3 separate regions of the Mus musculus genome follow, and all the other regions are linked to region 2. Evidence: chromatin contacts called from public Hi-C data. All regions are on one chromosome and are shown on one strand. The core of a region is the stretch at or near the end of the contact, and the rest is flanking DNA. Distances in the headings are between cores, read along the strand shown.

Region 1 (4,282 bases), core at 1,638-4,137, 260 kb before region 2:
GGCCTCATTGCTGGAAAGCCCATGGATCCCAGCCCTCTCTGTACAGGACACTTTTACTCCAACATGTAGCTCTGTCTCTTTCTGCTCTGAATGGCCTGAGACATGCCCAGGTCACAGAATCCCTGTGACCAATATCCTCACATGTATGGCTGGCCATGCGCAATGGCCAGGACTCGGTGGATGGTACCCTTTCTGCAGCCGCACTACTTAGAACTTGAACCAAAGCACATTGGAGAAGGCTCTGGTAACTTGATAACCAGTGTTCAGAACTTTGTTCAGCAGGATCCCAATGGGTCTACAGTATGAAAAGTCTGAGAGGAGAAAGAACTTCACCAGACTTTCCAGTCTGGGCTGAAATTTTGGAGCCAGACCATGAGGTGTGATTTCCAAGTGGGTGGCCCAGACAGGGAGTCTCCACTTGCTTCTCAGCTCCACGTTCCTCAAGTAAGGGAGCCCAGAGATTCATCACTGTGTCAGACCCAAGCCTGGGATCCAGAGCAGACACCAGGATTCACTATTAGCTCTTCAGGCTATCTTTCTGGAATCAGCCCCCGGGAATTGAACTGATTTTCAGTATTGTTGTCAGGTATACACCAGACTAAGCCGGTGGCTCGCACCCAGCCTCCCTGTGCTGGACACTTCAGGTACTACTTCAGGTAAGCCATTTGTCTCTGTGAGTTCAAAAGACTCAACAGCTTCCCGTGAGAAGAACAAGATCTGTTGCACCTGCAGGTCCTTAAAGAACTCTCTCTTGTTTGCTGTGGTGTCCCTGGTGGCTCTCATAGTGTCTGACAATAGGGTTCAGGTGTAGGGAAAGACTCGTGGTAACATAGACGTTAACACCATATAGTCCAAGAGATGGGGCAAGTCCCAGTATGGGTGGCAGGCACCAGCCCTCATCAGGTCAGCCTTGGGGACCCCTGGAGGGGGTTAACATGAGCAGAACTGTCACTAGATGCTTCAGAGAGCAAAGAGGAGGTACAGAGGACCACTCACCTCAGACCTTGGGGTATGTGTTAAGTGTTCGATGTATCCTGGATGACTAAAGAAAGGACATCATGAGCTAGTGTGGATGAAAGTGGTTTTCAAACCATAGGGAAACTCCCTGAGACTGAGCTATTTGGCCATTATCACCTTCTCTGCTCCCTGGATCCATGAATAGATGACATTCTGCAGTCTCTTATGTTGCTGCCACTGCAGAAGCAAGACACAAAGCCTGGCTGTGGGGACCTCCAGGTGGCCAGGTTTGAAGACTTCATGTCAAGGAGCGATAACTACCTTGCTTTTCTTTTCTTGGGGGTTGCTTAGCATCTGGTGTTGTCTTGACCAACAGGCAGTAGCAGTGGTAGTTCATGTTGCAGATTTGAGAGGTTCCTAGAGGCTGTGCAATAAGTCCAGGGTTCAGAAGCACAGTGCTGGAGTCCTGGGCACTATTCATAAGCAGAGAGGGTCACTCAAAAAGCCCTTTTAGAACCGAAGGCCTGTGAGCATGTAGCTCTGACCATGGTCCTAGCAGTCCAAATGGTCCTTGTGAAGATAGAAGGAGGACGTGCTTAAGAGAACAACTACGGAAGTATTTCAGCTTGACTGGGGCAGACGATATTGACAAGAAGGCATCGGTTGGAGACAAACATGAAATACTTACTGGCCTTAGTAGGCAGATGATTCCAGCCATGATCTTAAGGTCTTACATGGTAAGGATCCTAAGATGAGTTGCTAACCTGACTCCAAATCAGACCTTACAGAGAACAGCCAAAGGGTCTGGAAAAGAAAGGAAGTGAAGCCCACCTCCAAGAGTTCCAAAGGATGGAGGGTCTCATTCTGCATGCTTGCTTGGCGAGGTTACGACAAATGCCTGGCTCGATTCCAAGTTCCTAGAAACAATGTTTACAAGATAGTGCCTTTGTTCCTCAAGAAGTAAATACATAGAATCCCAAGTCCAAGCCAGGCGAAGGCCATTGCAGTTCTGTTTCCCTCAGTCCTAAGAGTCTAGCACTCCAAGGACATGGGATGGACGCTAATAACCAAGCTTTATACAGCATCTGGCAACGGCACTCATAAAATCCAGAGAGATTACACGGCCTGGGAAATGGTGCAATTAGTTAGATTTATAACCAGCTGACAGATTGTACCCAAAGGATGCTGATAAACAGGATATAGAATCTCCTAAATGGAGACCTTCAGGAATGAGACAGATATCGTCAATAAGTAAGAGTGGGCTGTGTGCCTGATAACAGGGGACAGTTGGGACAGAGGCCAAACAGAGAGCCTGTGTATCGACTACCAGATGTGCTCATTGCACGAGTCCCAGGTAGAGTGCATAGTCTACAACCTACATAACTGTATACAGCTGCTCCAGCTGTTGGGTTGTGGTTCTGGTGTTGACATAGCTTCAATCGTTCAGGAGAAGCTTTAAAAAATAATCCAGTGTTGGCCACTAATTCAAAGGTAAAATAAAAAAGAAACATAAAATATTATTCAGTCCAAACATAGCACATCTGCAGGCCTCATCTGGCAGCTGGACCATCAATATGTGAACTCTGACCCCAGAAAGATTTTCAGTAGCATGGGGCTGTGTCATGTGTCCACTTCTATTCAACATGTTTATCAATGACTTAGATTAAACTCTAGAAAATATGAGGGTCAAATTGATTATTGATCCAAAGCCAGAGACACAGCTGGATGGCCAACTCTGGATTCTCAATCACTTCAAGAGACAGAGACTAGGACTGGGTTATGCAAGAGGACCTCTGGAGTAAACAAACGTTAGATCACGTCCTTGGGCAGGGTGTGTGTGTGTGTGGGGGGGGACGGGACAGGGACTGATCCACACAAGAACACATGACTTACCAGAGCACGTGGTAAGAGGGGAAATGCTGCAGAGTCTTTGCTGCCCACAGATCAGCAAACACACACTGGTGTGATGTGGTTGCCAAGATGAGAAGGAATTTTCAGCTTCACCAGGGGGAACAGATCCCATTCTGCTGGGGCCAGTGGCAGCTGGAGCTTTGCCCTTGGTTCTGGGAACGCTCTGAGATGGATGACTGCGAGATTTGCAGCAAGGAGGGCAAAGGGATTGAGCACTACTCAAAAGGAGAGTGAGTAGCTAAAGATGTTAGGGCTTCCTCCTCCCTTAGAGAACAGAAGTCTTGGCGTGTAACTCCTGGGCTCTGACATCTGGGGAGTTTCGAATGGATGTCTCAGACAACACCAAAGAAGAAGAAAAAAACATACCAAGAACCAGAGTTTAGTCAACCCTTCAGATACTGCGTAAGCATGTCTCAGATTTGGGGGAAGGACTGTCCCCACCTCACCCCTGGGAGCAGCAGGAGGTGGGTCAACTTCAGCCAAGACCAGGATGGAAGGGATCCGACTGTTAGACGCGTGGCCGTCAGAGACACAGAGGACACAGCTAATAGGATGCAGAAAAGGCCCAGGTGAGAGTTAGCTGTGACATTTTTTTTTAAATAACCACTGAAACTAAATAGCCACATACAAACTTCTAACTTTGGCTGGTAAGGAACAGCGTATCAAACGAATTTAGGAGGAGGGGCCCGAGGCCAATGGGTACTTAGGAGACATCAACATGACAAACCATAGTTTCAAAAGTGGGGTTTCAAGTCGGGCGTGGTGGTGCACACCTTAAATCCCTGCACTTGGGAGGCAGAGGCAGGTAGATGTCTGTGTTTGAGGCTAGCCTGTTCTACAAAACGAGTTCCAGGACAGCCAAGGCTATACAGAGAAACCCTGTCTCGAAAAAAAAAAGTGGGGTTTCTTCTGGGGTTTCTTCACCGAGGACTTCAGGAAGACACCTCATCTTTTTCCACCTTATGTATCTCAGAGGGCCACACTTCCACAAAGATAATTTTTCTCACCAAGTCATGAGAACACTCCCCGTTCTAAGAATGTAGGAACCCATTGCTCTTCCCTCAGAATAGACTGGAATCTCTTCACAAAGCATTGAAATACAACATCTTCTTTCAACGACTGGAGGTAAAGCCCATTCTAGTGTCACAGAGGGGAGAAGGGGATCTCGGAGCGCTACATGGTTGCCTGAGGTCGTGGAGGTCTAAGTCTGCTCTAGCAAGCATTATAAGTGCCCCTCAGAGCAAGAGTCAGCAGACTCCAGGGGAGGCACAGGATCCCAGCTACAGACCGACTTCTGATTCTTTGCTCTTTCATAGGCCTTCACGCCAAATGTCCTGCTATAAAACAAAGGGCCTTCCCATTAAGAACTGGCATCATACTTGGCACGATAGTATATATCTGTAATCCCTGCAGT
Region 2 (4,543 bases), core at 1,146-3,645:
GACTACTACCCAGCAATAAATGGAATGAGATACTAATAGAAAAAAACACAGTTACAACTCACAGCTGCTATGTTGAACAAAAAACAGCCAGGCATAAAAGAGTACTTGTGCGGTTCTATCGGTATGAGATGTGAGACTGGATAGAATTAGCCCTGATGGAAGTCACAGTACTGATCTGAGCACCAGCTAAAGAACCTGCCAGGGTACTGAAAGAGGAGAATGATTTACAGCTTAGTCTGGTGGCTGCATAGTGACTGGCACATATATATTGATTAAGCTCTGCACATAGAATCTGTGATCTGCACTGCATGAAAATGACCCCTTAGCAAAGGGATTTTGTTTTCTTATGCCCTTCCTTGCTCTTCTTAACCACATCACAGTTTTCTTTATGAAACCCATGTCTTGGGGCTGGAGAGATGGCTAAACGGTTAAGAGCACTCAGTCGCTGGCTGTTCTTCCAGAGGACCCAGGTTTGATTTCCAGCACCCACAGAGTCTGTAACTATATCGCAGGGGATCTGACACCTTCTGACCTCTGAAGAGACCGGGTATGCCACATGGCACACAGGAAAACACATGTCCACATTCGAATCAAAATAAACCTAAAACTAGACAACCCCTGACACTGACAAGGTGCTGCAATAAAAACAAGCAATACTTGGGAGGCTGGAGGAGGAAGAGCGCCTGGGGGTCCAGGGCAGCATGGGGTCTAAGGTGAGACATTGTCTCAAAGAGCAATCAGACAAGACAGAAGAAAGGCCTAAGGAAAACAGGCACTTCTGTGATCAATTTCATAGAACCACACAGATAGACACACTAACAGACACACTCACACACACAGAGACACACAGAGACACACACACACAGACACACACACACAGACACACACACACACAGACACACACACACACACACACACACACACACACACACAGACACACACACAACACATAGCCAAGCCAATCCAAGCAGGCAGGCCCATAGGAAGAGGAAAGCTGTTTCTGAGGTGATCTGAAAGGATGCTCTGTCCTGTGGCTCACGGATGCCTTGCTGCCTTCTGGGCGCCAGTAGTTCTGTTGGAAATCCTCATCCTTCGTAGCCTTGTCTCCTTCCTTGTGTGTGTGTGGTGTGTGTGTGGGCATTAAGGTGTGTGTGTGTGGTCTGTGTGGTCTGTGTGTGTGTTCAGCACAGTTGAATATATCTACTTTTATCTCCTATTTTTCATTTATCGCTTTCTGTAGCTCCAGCTCCTGGGGTCTCTCATACATCAACCGACAGTTCAGGGGTCAACCACCACTTCAGGGGTCATCCAAGGAGTTTAAGGAAGTTCACGTGCAGATCTGGGAGCTCACTATCTATGGTGCCTTGAGTTCTTATTCTCCCCATGTAGAATAGACTGTCCTCAAATGAAAGATTTTGTAAATATGGCTCCCAGTGAAGTTCCCTTCTTTCAAAGGTTGGGTGTTCTCCAGTTTAGCCTCTCACCTATGGGTTCTAAAATGATTGTTTGCCAAGCTCGTTACTGTTATGTTAGAGAAGTGTTCAATACACACCAATTATTTGAAGCAGAACTTGATGCCATCTTCCTGGTCTTTACCTCTGAATCTTTGATCTAATGAACATCTTCCTTTACCTGAAAGAATAACACACCACGACATGGTGATGGCTCTCATCCCTTGGGACATCTGACCGGGTGTCTGTCTCTGTGTACGTATGTACGTGGAAGAGTTGGCAGCAAGGACAACAGCATTGAAGGAGATGCCTTGGGGGGACTTTTGGGGGATGGGTATACACATATTCATATATACATGAGTATGAAGTCAACCTCAGTTGCCTGCCATTCCTTGGCTAGGAACACCTTATTTTAGAGACAGGGTCCCTCACTTTGACTGCAACTCATTGCTGAGATGAGGCTTGCTTTTGCTGGTTTGCAAGCCCAGGGAATCTCTTACTTCCACCCAAGAGCTGTGATTACAGCATATCTCACCACGATGGCTTTTTTCCCCCCTCCACAACAACTCATGTCCTCATGCTCACATGATAAGCATTTGACCAAATAAGCCATCTCCCCAGCCTCTATTTGGAAACTTCCTGAGCATCTGTGGGGGCTGCAACTGGACTAAGCCCAGGGATCCTCATGGCAGAGATCATAGCATCGCTACTCAGCTATCAGGGCCAAGAAAACAAGGTGCACCAAGGGAAAGGCCAACAAATGTTGACTTGACCGGAATTCCAGTTCAAGTCCCTGTTCCCAAAGAGCTCACAAGGTGACCTGCTCATCAGAACGGTAACAACTATTTCCCCCAGAAACACAACCACCTATGAGACACAGTTCAGCCTTAATCGAAAACAGCTGTGCAATGGAACGGCCTGCACATTAAAAACAGCACTGGAGATGTGGTTCAGGGATAAGAGTTCATGCCTGGCATCTGTAAGGCCCTGTTTATAATCCTTAGTACTGCACACACAACACAAGAAGTATGTCTAATCCAGCTTTGTGGTATTAGGGTATAAATTTCACAATCTGCCTCAGTTTCTCCAACTTCAAATGGCTGAGGAGACCCTGTCTGTGTTACCAGGATCCTTGTGGTTCCAAGCTCCAACACCGTTAAGGACTCAAACTTGTTTGTGGTTTATAGAGAGCAAAAGGGGCCCCGTGACTCCTCCAATGTAGAGTCTTGAAATGAAGTTTGTGCTACCGAGTAACCTTGGCTTGAGTCACGTCCTGTATAGACCAGAGTCCTGATCACACAAAAGGGTACTTGGCATAAGGAATTATCAATTGGTCAGCTGCAGCTCAGCTAGGCCTGTGTCCTCTGGGGTTGGGGGTTGGGGGAGGGGCTCCCGGACTTCCTTGGTGTCAATCATTGTGGTAAGAGTGATGAGGGAGATCTAATTCCTGCTGGAAGCAAGTTAGCAGTGACAATGGGCAGATAGATAATAAGCCATCACTTACAATGTGCCCCTGTGCTGTGTTGTGCTCATCACAAACATGACAGGGGTAAGAACCACAGAGTGAGAATCTAAGTGTCAGGCTCCATCAAGCTCCTGACTGCTCTGTCACCTCCTCCACTGGTCTCCATAGCTCATGAATAGCAGCTACACGCTTCCAGGTGCTTCTGCCAATCACTCTGCAGCCGCCCCAGATTTTCCGTATTCTGTCCAAGAGATCCCACCCCAGTTGATTTGCCCCTGGGGTCTTCTGCTGCGCCGCCCTTTCAGGTGTCCAGGTTAGAACGCACAGTCACAGTCATTTCTTTTTGGAAAAGGGATTTCAGTTGTCCACTAATTCAGTGGATCAATCCACAGACCATGGCTCCAGGTCAGCCTGAGCTCAGATCTGCAATTTTCTAGTTCCATGAACGTGAGAGAATGTTTTCTTCTTAAAGGTCATAGGCGTTGCTTTTTCCCCACTAGCCATCTGGACTAGCTCAGGGCTGAAGATAGCTGGAGAGGTCGCCAGCTCTGCTTTGCTTCTGTCTACAAATATGATGCAATTTTGTGGTCCCTTTAGATAGAATTCCTCAACCCTGGTTTCATGGCCTTTGGGAACAGAATTTCTACTTGACCAAGGGATCAGACAGTGGGGATTAATTCACAGTGGCGTGAAGGATGAGAGCTCTTGTGTCCACACTGGACAGTTCCACATGACCAAGGGGCACTTACTGTAGGGAGGGGTCATAATTCTTGGGTCACCCATGACAATGTTTCCACTGAAGGGGAGGAATTTCAATTAGCTACATATGGCATTGGTCTGATGCAATATTTGCTGCTCTTCAAAACAATAGAAAACTCCTATTGATTTTTTCAAAATCATTTTATTTTATTTTTTTATTTAATATATACGAGTGCACTGTAGCTGTCTGCAGACACTCAAGAAGAGGGCATCAGATCCTATTACAGATGGTTGTGAGCCACCATGTGGTTGCTGGGAATTGAACTCAGGACCTCTGGAAGAGCAGTCAGTTCAGTGCTCTTAACCGCTGAGCCATCTCTCCAGTCCCTCCTATTGATTTTTAATCAGAAAAACGCCATCATAATTTCCTATCCCCCTCAGTCATTCCAGAGACACTGAACTGGATGATATAATGAGGCGCTGCTACTCCAGACAGGGTTTCGATATCCAGCCCTGCCAGGTTGCCTCTATGGCCATCCTCCTGCCTCTGCATTCTGGATGCTGGGATCACACCTAGCTGCTAGAATGTGATTCTTACTTCTGTGAGTTCAGTTATACAATGTTCCTGAGGCTAGGGAGTGACCTCTTTACATTTGGAAAAAGAAAGGCAGTGCTCCAAAGTGGAAGTGGAGACAGATTGAGGTTGGGGTGGGAGTTGTCAATGGGACTCTTGGGAAGCTTCATCTTCATTGAATGGAGTGAGGGCCACCATGGAAACACACCTCTGGGTGTGTTTATGGGTGTGTTTCCAGAAAGACTCACCTGAAGAGGGAATGTCCATGATGGATTTGGGTGCCACTTTCCCTTGGGCAGAAGAGAAGAAGAAAGAAGAAGAAGAAGAAGAAGAAGAGGGGGGAGGGGGAGGGGG
Region 3 (4,295 bases), core at 1,441-3,940, 400 kb after region 2:
TGTGTTAAAAGCTACAAAACTTTGAATTCTAGAAACAATCTAGACTGGTGGCCATAAGACCCGGGATGACTGGGATCAAAGGACACACAGGCTCACAGAGGTAGGAGTGCTGGCCTTGATTTTTACATGGAGTCACAGAATGGTGATAGAGCTAATAACTGAATGCCATACACTTCAGACCATTGAGAACAAATCTGAAATAATCTTAGTACATCATGTACCATGTCTGAGCTACAGTGAAGATCAGTTAGGCAGATGGATGTAAGTAGCAAGGCTATAGGAATAAAGATAAATTACAAGTAAGCAGATAGAGAGGGTGCATGGATTTACTGTGGTCACACGCTCACTCTAAAAACTGCCATTGCCTCTGCCTCCCGACCATCAGAATCTGAAAGTCAAAAAAGGATCCTGCAATGCACCTCTGCCTAGTGGTGGAGTGGAGCTGGGGTGTGCAAGATGAGAGATACACAATGAAATCTTTAACTACAAACCCAGCCTGGTCTGCAGCATGGTCTGGTTTTGAGACCAGATAACAAACCTCTTTCTCCTGTGCATCACGTCTACATAGAGTCTGAAAACCATTATACAAGATCAACTGTGTTATCTTAGGCGTGTGAGAAACAGCACAGTCCTACCTCTTTCTCGTGCATTCGAGAGAGAAAATGGTCATCATGAAGACTGCTAGCCTTCCTCAGGCTGCCCTTGGGAGTCATCTGTAAAACCAGGAAGAGTTATTCTGAACTTCTCAGGACGGTTCCCGGACTCTTTAAAGCTAAGCTAATACAGTATCTGAAACTCATTTCAAAGTAACGTTAGCTTTGGAGAAAAGGGTGACGCACTCAATTTCTAGGCAGCAAGACTAAATTATGCTTCGGAAGGTGGAATTGAAATTGATAAATAAGACATTTCTTATGTTTTTAAAACTTCATATTTTATTTATAGTTAGCTGTCCCTAAAAAAAAAATCCAGTGGAATCACCACCTACCAGAGAAACTGGGAGAGGTTTCTGTCTCAGGTACCGGGGATTTTCAATCTGAAAAATTAAAATAAAGACATTTGGAGATGTTTGAATAAAATACATCTTTCTGTGTGAAAATTTCTTCTGTATAATTTAATGTTTTGTTTATTTTTTGAAGTGCCATATATGCATTTCATGTGGCCCTCTCCTAAGTCGCTCAGTCTCATCTAATGCTCACCACACACTTCACATTGCCCAAAGCCTCAATGACTTACAGTGCCAGACTTGTGCCCTCTGACTGCTTGTTTTACTCCCAAACCTTCTAAGCACACATGGATTCATTCTTTAAATCTCAATTCAGTCACTACATCCTAGATATGCTAGAGACATGGCACTTTGACTGTAACTAACAGCATCAATGAGGATAGAGCATCCTTTCCGAGTCTCCTAGCCTGTCTTTCAGCTTCACCATCCCCAGCTTTATCTACATTCCAGGGGCACTGAACAACCTCTGACCTTGTAAAGCACTCGCTAGCTGCCAGGAGATGCAATCTTCAAGACTAGCTGGCTCAGAGTGAGGCTCCCCAGGAAAATTAACTCTTGCCAGGCCAGTGCCACCTGATGCTCATCTCTTTGTATGACCTAAACTGCATTTTCTCAACAACAAAAAAAGTGAATCCTAAAACAAAGACTGTGATTGCCAAGTTCCCCAGTCTCTTTCTCAAACCCACTCCAGTGTCCAGTGATATTCTCAAAGCAGGGGAGAGAGGAGATGCATTCGGTCCCACCTTTTCCCAGCTCTATCGTATCCTGGGTTCACATAAACGGCCCCGACATACCTAACCTTAATTGTTGAGCAGTGTGTTTCTACACATACCTTTGGACAGATGGAGTACAAGGATAACGTCTCCTCAGCTTTGGATCTCTGTTTCCTAGCACATATTTAATGCCTTTCGATGAAGTATTGCTTGAATTGCTTAATGGGAACTTCTTTAAAATTTCTATACCAATCATTTGATTTATAAATAAAATAAGAATTAAAAATCATTGCTAGAAAGTCTAATTTCTTCATGTCATGTGCTCACAATTTACTACACTAATAATCACAAAGTGAACAAGAACAGTACGACTCTGGCCAAAGAAAGGGTTTTTACCCTGCAATACTCAATTAAGTGACAAACTTTCACATACAACTTATTAAATCTTCAAAAATCCTAGCTTATTTCCAAAAAGCTAAATTTTATATAATTGCGAAGCTATCTAAATTCAATTTGACATAAGAGGGAAAGATAAATAATCAATTAAAGAAACAGAGGTAATTGACTTAAAAACAAATGTTAAGATAGCAAAGAGTCTAGTATAACAGCAGACGAGATCTGAGGAATACATGCATTTTAGTCACTAGAACAGGAAAATGTACACAATGATTCTGTGCACGATGATTTTCTTCACCTAGAGACTAGATCCTGTGAAGAAGCACTGGTAACCAGTCTGAATTTAAATCTGTCTCCTCATCCTCCACATAGACCAACAATGGAAGAAAAGAAAAGCGCCTATCACCAGTGCCTACATCACAATGAAGAGAAAGAGAATAGTAATTCCAAGATCTACATGAAAACAGACAAATAAGGACCCCAAACCTCAACAGAATTAGCTAGTAAGTACAGAGTCTCCGTGACGCTGGGCTTGCAGTGTGGAAGCCTGCCTTCAGTGCTCAGGACAGGAAGCTTTCCTGGCCGACAGGTGAGTCACAGCAGTGTACTTCCTGTCACAGGGGCAGAGCGACTAAAGCACTGTGCAGAGAAGGAGGTGCCTACTTCAGGGGCACAGCTCTTCAGAACAGGCAGCAAACTTATAGGAAGCAACAGAGGACTCAATACCTACTGTCTGAAAGTCCATTTGTGAAAACAAAGTTGGCATTCTTTATCTGGGGAACACAGAAAGCGAGTCCTTCAAAGGCATACACAAACCAACACAAACACCCAACTCTAACTCATGAAGCAAAATTAAGTACAAGGGGAAACAGGAAAAGAAAAAAACAATTCTCAAAGACGCTCAAGCTCTAATTAAGTTTAGATTTAAAACCAAAAGCCAAGGAAACCATCTGTGACTTATTTTTGCCCAACTCTACATTTACAAGCAGGACACAAAATATTGGTTTACTTAATTACAACGCAGCATTTCAACTCTACAGAAGTAAGTCTTATTCCAACCCTTCATCTTTAAAACTATTAAGTAAAGAAGTTAAAGCCTTCTGTTATTATGAATTATTTTTTCAAACTAGAGAATAAAGAAAAATGTCTATTCTAATTCATAAGAGCAACAAGCAACAGTAAAAACTGGTAACAATGTCTGTTCTTCTTCATTTGTAATACACTGAGTTTGGGAAATAGTCAAAGGAAAGCATGCTCTTGAGTCTATTTAGGGAAAATAAGCAATCTATTTTCTGATTTTGTAACAACAGCCAGATGTGCTTTGAAGTTGACGATTCCCACTTTGTAATTCGCAGGCAGCATGGACTTGGATGGAGCAATCTGTAAACAGTCTTAAAGCCGACTTCTTTCATGCTCTTGCAGAAAACCTCTTGTTCTCTCAAAATGCATCAAGAATGAATGCCACAAAAAGGATGTCTAGCGTGGAAGCTACCCCAGACTCATGTGCAAATGCTGATGTGGATGAGAGCACACAGAAGGCACAGCCCCAAGTACGAGATTCCAGCAGCGTGTGAACACTGGACATCTGCACAGTTGTTCAAAGCAAACTGAATAGCAAGAATAAAATATATGATAATTTAACTAGCCAGTAATACAGATATCTGAATGTTCTCTAGTAAAAACTGGCTTTTAATGTTTTATTTTGTTTAGCATTTTAGCAGGCACACTGAATTACAAATTGCTTTTGTTGGCTTATATCTTCTTATTATTCAGGTTTTAGCCAAATTGTCCTAAGTTAGTATCTTCTGGTAGACTAATAGTTAGAGTTTTGTTTCCAGAAAGGTTAATAAGCACTTTATCAGATACATGAACTTTAGAAGGAAATACATTATTAAACAATATATTGCCAATAATGCCACTAAAATATTTTTAATTAGAATATAGGAAACTCTACAGGAACGAGGGGAGCGCCTGGGGATTCAGCTTTCAACATCAAATCAACTATGCTTCAGGATTATATCTTATTAATATTTTAGAACTCAACGTTTGGGGCCAAAGATGGTTCGGTGGGTAAAGTAACCTACTGCCAAATTTGACAGCCTGAATTCAGCCTGGGGCCCACATGGCAGGAAAACCAACTCCCACAAGTTGTCCTCCACATACTCCATGTGAAGATTCATTTA

What was found. A called contact is a pair of places that touch in the nucleus more often than the background predicts.
Region 1: a contact with region 2 is called in a Hi-C map of uterus, with 4 times the contacts expected there. The contact joins the promoter of E030025P04Rik here to the enhancer-like site in region 2. A contact is called at or near these places in 5 of 39 promoter capture datasets (the 3T3-L1 cell line, embryonic stem cells, pre-B cells and 2 more), 1 of 484 Hi-C or Micro-C datasets (uterus) and 1 of 9 other capture datasets (adipose tissue).
Region 3: a Hi-C map of uterus shows a contact between it and region 2, with 3 times the contacts expected there. The contact joins two enhancer-like sites. A contact is called at or near these places in 2 of 484 Hi-C or Micro-C datasets (nephron progenitors and uterus), 2 of 115 datasets of contacts at active chromatin or transcription factors (craniofacial prominence and embryonic basal ganglia) and 1 of 9 other capture datasets (adipose tissue).

The regions. Positions count from the first base shown.
Region 1 is chr11:109,142,974-109,147,255 of GRCm38.p6, reverse strand. It overlaps E030025P04Rik (RIKEN cDNA E030025P04 gene), which reads left to right and starts at 2,887. Exons shown (of 3, transcript NR_037978.1): 1 at 2,887-3,437.
Region 2 is chr11:108,879,658-108,884,200 of GRCm38.p6, reverse strand. The region is part of intron 2 of Gm46298 (a long non-coding RNA gene); the gene reads left to right. Among named protein-coding and RNA genes, the nearest start is that of Gm36818, 26 kb to the right of the region's middle. Within about 2 kb of position 2,395, at least 11 of the 459 cell types and tissues checked have an H3K27ac peak or open chromatin away from gene starts, as enhancers often do. A contact at or near this core is called in adipose tissue and uterus, where this site is marked.
Region 3 is chr11:108,483,331-108,487,625 of GRCm38.p6, reverse strand. It overlaps Cep112 (centrosomal protein 112), which reads right to left. Exons shown (of 27, transcript NM_001373899.1): 7 at 986-1,033; 8 at 636-713. Among named protein-coding and RNA genes, the nearest start is that of Cep112, 60 kb to the right of the region's middle. Within about 2 kb of position 2,690, at least 11 of the 459 cell types and tissues checked have an H3K27ac peak or open chromatin away from gene starts, as enhancers often do. A contact at or near this core is called in uterus, where this site is marked.